Linked DNA regions of Zea mays: region 1 is linked to region 2. Evidence: chromatin contacts called from public Hi-C data. All regions are on one chromosome and are shown on one strand. Each heading gives the region's core, a stretch centred on a gene start, on an enhancer-like site or on the middle of the called end of the contact. The rest is flanking DNA. Distances are from core to core; before and after follow the strand shown. Region 1 holds the start of LOC100279560 (RNA-binding KH domain-containing protein). Region 2 has its middle 3.9 kb from the start of LOC103647556.

The links. Hi-C and Micro-C count contacts between places; a contact is called where the count stands out from the background.
Region 1: a Hi-C map of leaf shows a contact between it and region 2, with 2.5 times the contacts expected there. The contact joins the promoter of LOC100279560 here to the enhancer-like site in region 2. A contact is called at or near these places in 4 of 25 Hi-C or Micro-C datasets (endosperm, leaf and tassel).

The regions. Positions count from the first base shown.
Region 1 is chr2:196,873,745-196,876,995 of Zm-B73-REFERENCE-NAM-5.0, forward strand. It overlaps LOC100279560 (RNA-binding KH domain-containing protein), which reads left to right and starts at 1,341. Exons shown (of 7, transcript NM_001152557.1): 1 at 1,341-1,872; 2 at 2,328-2,747; 3 at 3,039-3,251. The coding sequence starts at 1,384.
Region 2 is chr2:196,802,429-196,805,641 of Zm-B73-REFERENCE-NAM-5.0, forward strand. No RefSeq gene overlaps it. Among protein-coding and RNA genes, the nearest start is that of LOC103647556, 3.9 kb to the right of the region's middle. Within about 2 kb of position 1,958, at least 17 of the 20 cell types and tissues checked have an H3K27ac peak or open chromatin away from gene starts, as enhancers often do. A contact at or near this core is called in leaf and tassel, where this site is marked.

The DNA.
Region 1 (3,251 bases), core at 91-2,590, 71 kb after region 2:
ACTTTTTAATAATCTCATTCCATGGAAACTTAGGGTGTGAATTATAAACCAACTCACTGAGATGAAGAATTAGCTACCAAGAATGTAAAAAGTGACCAATATAATGCTTCAAATCGGTTTATGTATGTTAATAGACATCAACATTAGAAGCAAAATTATTTCCATAAAACCTAAAGTAGTCTTTGTAATATGGATAATGTTCATATCTATTAGAAATTCCTACCATTAGATCTTCCTCTATTCTAAATCCCTACCGTTAGATCTTGATCATGTGATCCATTTCCCCTTTATATATGTTCTCCTCTTCTTTCTTCCTCCTTAAACCTAACCTCATTGCGGCGGCGGCCGCCGCCTACCCTACAAGCCACTTGACCTATACCTCTATACAATCTCTCCTTGTCGTTGTATTGCCTTGTTTGTGTCGCCTACCACCCCGCGCTTCATTTTGCTCTCATTATCGACGACTACATTTTATTGTTTGCAATCAAGATGGTCAGATATGGCTAGGTATACATTTGAGACCATGGAGCATCATCGTAGACGTGGAACATTCAACCGTCCGCCCATGCACGGAATTTGGGCTCACAGGGTAAGAATCTCGGGTGTTGGTACCTGAGTTTTGCTATATGTATATATAATCAGGGATTTTGATGAGTTGTTTGTGTTTCTTCCATTCATCTTATCAAGCAATATTTGACTATTTGTTATGGCATCTTTGCCTCTACCATGCTATTATCTTTATTTATGTTGGCTCATTACTAGGATCTGCTAGCACTTTGTGTAATTTGTGGTTCTACTTCTAACACTACCTAATTGATGGTCTTTCACTCCTCATTGCTGGTGACAGTGAGAAAACCCCAACAATGAATTGAGATCAATTTAGAGAAAGGTGTAGAGAGGAAGACCCATTCTCGTGGTCTGATTATCGAAACCGTTCTAATCATCCCTGTAAGGGCTGATTTGGTGGTAAGGGATCCCAAGGGGATCCATGGGGGAGGAATCCCCTTGTTATTCAAAATTGAATTGCAATGAAATTTCTCCCCCATGGATTCCCTTGGGATCCCTTACCACCAAATCAGCCCTAAAATGGAAAAATATTATGTTATAGGTGCTATTTTTGTGTATACATGATATTGCATAGTTTCAACACATTAAGGTTCCACACCACCATCATGGTGTCGACGGTGAATGCTGCGATGCTAAAGAGATCCATAGCGTGTTCGACAGTACTGTGCCGTGTCTGCCGTCCATGTTCGATCGGACGGTGCGAACCGTGTGCTCCGCCACGGCAGTTGCTGTAACTAACTACGGCGGTCAGCGAAAAGCGAACATTGGTACCACTACCAGTTGCAGTAGGGTTTTAGCTTAACCGTCCAATCCCCCATGGAAGTCGTCTCCACCCCGGCCGGCGCCGGCGCCGCCGCTTCCTCGTCCTCTTCCTCCTCCTCCTCTACCCCTTCCCCCTCCACCAGGCGCCCTACCACCACGCTCCGCTTGCTCTGCCCCTCCAGCCGCGTCGCCACACTCCGCCCCTCACGGGACCTCCACGTCGACCATCCCCCCGTGGGGGATGAGGCCGTGCTCGTCATCTCCGGGCCGGACACCCCCGCCGCGGCGGTCAGGGCATGGGAGCACGTGGTGGGCCACAGAGTCGAGGGGGACGAGGCGATGGGAGGGGAAGAGGAGGAGAGGGAGGTGACGGGCGCCGTGGGCTGCCGGATGCTGGCCGCTGGCTGGCAGGTGGGATGCGTCCTGGGGAAGGGCGGGAAGACGGTAGAGCGGATGAGGCAGGAGTGTGGCGCCCAGATCAGGGTGTTCCGGAATAGGGAGCAGCTGCCCCCATGGGCGCCGCCGGGGGATGAGCTTATCCATGTACGTCTGCCCTTCTTGATTTAACAAAGATGTCAATTGTACTTGGGTGGAAATTAGACCACCTTTCCTCATCGCTTAATGGTGAGCTGGAAACTTGGAATGCCCGGGTTTGTGAATCAGAAAATGATCTCAAGTACTGCGTTGTGATGGACTGATTGGATAGAATTGTGAGAAGACAAGACTTCGAGAGCATGGTGCTTTGTATAGCATATAACAGAATAGGTTCAGCACTGTCCTAGTAATATGCTCCTATGCCTATCAAAACATATGAGTAGGTTAGATTGAAATCAGCTAACTCGTGTAATATTTCCTGTTTTGTACTTAGGTCTGAGAAAATTCAATAGTTGGGCAATTCACAGTTCAAGCTTTTCATTCTAGGGGTTATTTAATCTATCACTTGGCTATTTAACCTTCAAAGTTCAGGTCTTTCTGACATGATAACCTTTTCTTGTTAGATAAGTGGGAGCTTTTCTCAAGTACGGAAAGCACTGTTAGCAGTTTCAACCTGCCTCCAAGATAATCCTAGGCCAGACACACATAATATTCCGATTGGAAGACCATTTGGGCTTCCAGGTAGTGGTACTGGATGTCCCCCTGGCATGGATCCTCATTCTCAAAGAAGTTATTTACCACCACACATACCTGATTACCACACAAGGAATTATCCAAGTAATGCTGGCCCCCCTGGTCCTAGATTCTTTTTTGAACAAGAGATAGTGTTCAGGATGATAATTCTGAATGAGATGGTGGGAAGCATAATTGGAAAAGGTGGTTCCACTATTCGGGCATTGCAAAGTGAAACTGGTGCTTGTATAAAGATCTTAGAGCCAGTTGCTGATTCAGATGAGCGTGTTGTTGCGATAACTGCACGTGAGGTATGTATACGGGGCATGGGCCAGAAAAGGTTTCAATCCTGTTTCAGTGTTTTGTCTGAAGTGGTCACAAATCATTGTTTTTCTTATGAGGAACTGAACAAGAATTTTTTATGGTAATTTGATGTATGTGTCTGTTCCTCTTCGAGAACTGGCATGCTATCCCAATGCCTGGTAGTTCAATCACTATATCCTGCCAATTTATAACAGGGATTTAGGATTAAATTTCCTAAGAAATATATTTCCTGCTGCCACCTGTAATATTGGTTGATGGATGTGTATCTCTTGGTGCAGAATTCTGACATGCTGCATTCTCCAGCGCAAGATGCAGTTGTTCGGGTGTACTCTAGGATCTCAGAGGCATCTATTGATAGAAGTTCTCATACACCTGCAAGGCTTCTCGTTCCATCACAACATATTGGTTGCCTGCTAGGAAAAGGTGGATCCATTATTTCAGAGATGAGAAAGATTACAGGAGCTAACATTCGAATTTTCGGGAATGAACAA
Region 2 (3,213 bases), core at 708-3,207:
GTGACAATCAGACAGTGATTGCTAAAGTGACGAGTTCTAAGGATAATGGAAAGTCATCAAGACATGTCAAAAGACGATTGAAGTCTGTCAGAAAGTTGAGAAACTCCGGAGTTATAAGTGTGACTTATATTTCAACAGATAAGAATCTGGCAGATCCTTTTACCAAGGGACTACCACGTAATGTGATAGAAATCGCATCGAGAGAGATGGGTATGAGACCCGAATAAAGTTGCCATGGTGGAAACCCAGTCTATGTGATCGGAGATCCCGTGAATTAGGTCCTGGGAAGAACAAGCCATTGGTGAACTGAGGAGAGTAACCTTTGACCCTCTCTAAGTAAAGATGCAATACTCTCAAATGCTGTAAGGCAGGTTGGCTTTGTGCCTTAATGTGTTCTGTTGGCTTGTATTAGCGAAGATGTTGTCCTGCAGAACATTCTTGAAAGAACACACCTATATGAGTTAGACTGTCTAACGTCGCAGTCTATGAGATCTGGGTGATCTCTAGTAAACTCATGAAGAGACCTTGGAGTACGACGTATATGCTCCACCCGAGAAGGGGACTACTGGTAGCCAAGTACTAGTCATGACTTCAAGTGAAACCCATTCACGCAAAACTTGCAATTCAAGGCATAGTCCATTGTCCAAGTTGTGGGTTGGTGTAACTTGGAGTTCTAGGCGGAAGTTCAACTTAACAGTCTCTGCTGAAAAACTAGTATATTAAACAGTAGTGAACAGTGGCGAAAACTGCAGATGGGCATTTGAGATCTGGTGGGGGATTGTTAGGATTTATGGGCTTGGCCCAATTAAGTTATTCAAATAAATCCCAGGAAAATCTCAAAAGCCCATATAAGTGGATGGCAAAGGGATAGGTGGAACCAATAGCACCATATTGCTAGCTCTTGTGGAGTAGAGCTAGCTTAAATATGGAAGCCACACTCACTCACCAAGTCATGGATGAGAGGAGAGAGTGTGGAGAGCCACACGCGCGCGCGCGCTCGCTCGCCTCGCCTCGCCTCGCCTGGCCAGGCCGGGCCGGGGCGGGCCGGGGCGAAGGGCGCGGGCGCACGACATGCGCGTGAATGGTCCGCCGAAATCCGGCCCCTCGCCTTGCGGGGGCGCGGCTACCTTTTGCCGTTTGATTTTTTGGTTTCTTGGCTGTTACGCTTATCCTAACCGATCGCTACAAAATCTCAACTGATTGCGAGATTTTCGTGGGTGGATAAGCACTGGGGTCGCGGACTCGGCCCTATAAAAGGAGCCCGGCAGCCAGCCTCCAAATCATCCCAGATCCCAGTTCGCTTTCGCCTCTCTTCATAGCTGAGCCGCCTTTTAGTTCCCTTCGTCCCGACCGCAGAGGTGCATCTGCGATCAGGAGAGCAGGTCTCCGGAACCCTTCGTCTTCTAGATCCTGCACCGGGAGAGGGCGAATAAGGTTTTTGGGAAGCGTCTTCACGCGACTGCTCGTGATCTGCTGACCTCGTCAACCCATCTGATCCTGGCGCGCGCCAACAATCAGTAAGTCTAATCAGTACGCATCATCTGATTTGGCTTTTATTTCAGTTCTTCTGATTTGGTCATGATTTATATTCGGAATTTAATTTGGAATTTGTCTAATTATTCAACAATTACTATACTGTTTCATAGCATCGATTGAGCTGTACCCATGCAGCTCAATTGGTTCTAGAAAAAAGAAATCTAGGCAAAACAAGCTACAGAAATGTCCTAAAAGGAGATACATACGCAAGCAGCCTATTATATTCCGAGCCGAACAAATGTCAAAAAGGACGGAATTTTTGAAACGCCGGCGGACGGGGTGGACGCGGCAACGAAGACGAAGCAGGGAGAGCACAGCCACAGGAAGCTAGAACGGGAAGCAACGCACAGCCGCACAGGACACGTGCGGGTGGGCCCGAGCGCCAGGTACGGCCACGTCGGCAGTGGCCCACGCTCCCCTTGACCCGGCTGGACGACGGTGAGCGGCAGGGCCGCAGGGGCGCCGGGCCTGGGTTCCCTCTCGCCCCAACCAACGCGTAGAAAATAAAATAAAATAAAAACAATTGGAGCAGGAAACTGTTGACAAGCAGCAAGGCTACGTACTCTAGGATTATCTGTTCCAGTTTGTAGCTATTCTGTGGTGTCTTTTCCTTTGGTCTTCCTTAATCATTGGCACATAAAATATAAATGTTCAGCCCCAGTTTGAACGATTACTACTGAAATGTTGGAAGCAGAGCATACCGAACTGTCATCGATCTTGTCCACTTGTGCAAGCCAGAAAAGACACTACTGCTACTGCTACCTTGCCCTGTGGCGGTCCAGCCCTGATCCAGGGTCCTGCGAGAATATCAAGACAGTGACAGCAATTCAAGCAGGTTCTAATAGCCTGAATATCGGTCATCACTCACATGCCACAGCAGTACAGCACCTCAAATTATTCCCTTAAGAACAGTTCTTCTTTAATATATATACATATCCTTGCCTAGATCAAGGGCTCTTGTTCATCATGTTGACCGCCCGAAATCGCAGCGCGCGCGCGCGCTCTCTCTCTCTCTGACCAGCTCTATCACACACTTACGTTCGTCGACCAAAACAAAAGGGGGCCCCCGGTTGTGTCATGCTTGGACCCTCTCATTTTCTTGGCACCGATTTGTCTGGGGGTGCAGACGCCGATAGTTGAGTGAAGCTGAATACCTGTGCATTGACTAAACCTCCCCTCCTCTGAAAGTTACTGGTTTTTTTGTTGTGCGTCAAGTTTCTGAATCTCTCGTGGCAAGAACCGATCTGACGGCTCAAGCGGTCGGATCATGCATGGAATGGACGAAGAAGTGTGCCCCCCCCCCCCCCCTTTTCCCTTGATGAACCATGCGTGGCTCTCATGCACATCATCAAAACCAGCGAGCGATGGTTTGAGAGTGAGAAGCCTGGCTACGAACCACTGCTGATATTAGGGATGAAAACGGTCGGAAACGGTCGGTAAACACTAAAACCATTACTGTTTTCATATTTTTTATCGGAAACAAAATCGAAAACGGTAACTCCAGAAACGGAAATGATATCGGTATTTCGGAAACATCGGAAACGAAAAGTACGGTGCGGAAAATACACCGATAACAGTCGAAATCTAAAATACGATCGGTAAACATATCAAACTTCACAGTAAAACAAAATTGACAAAAGATCACAAATACCACAAGTTCACAATTCATGATATAAC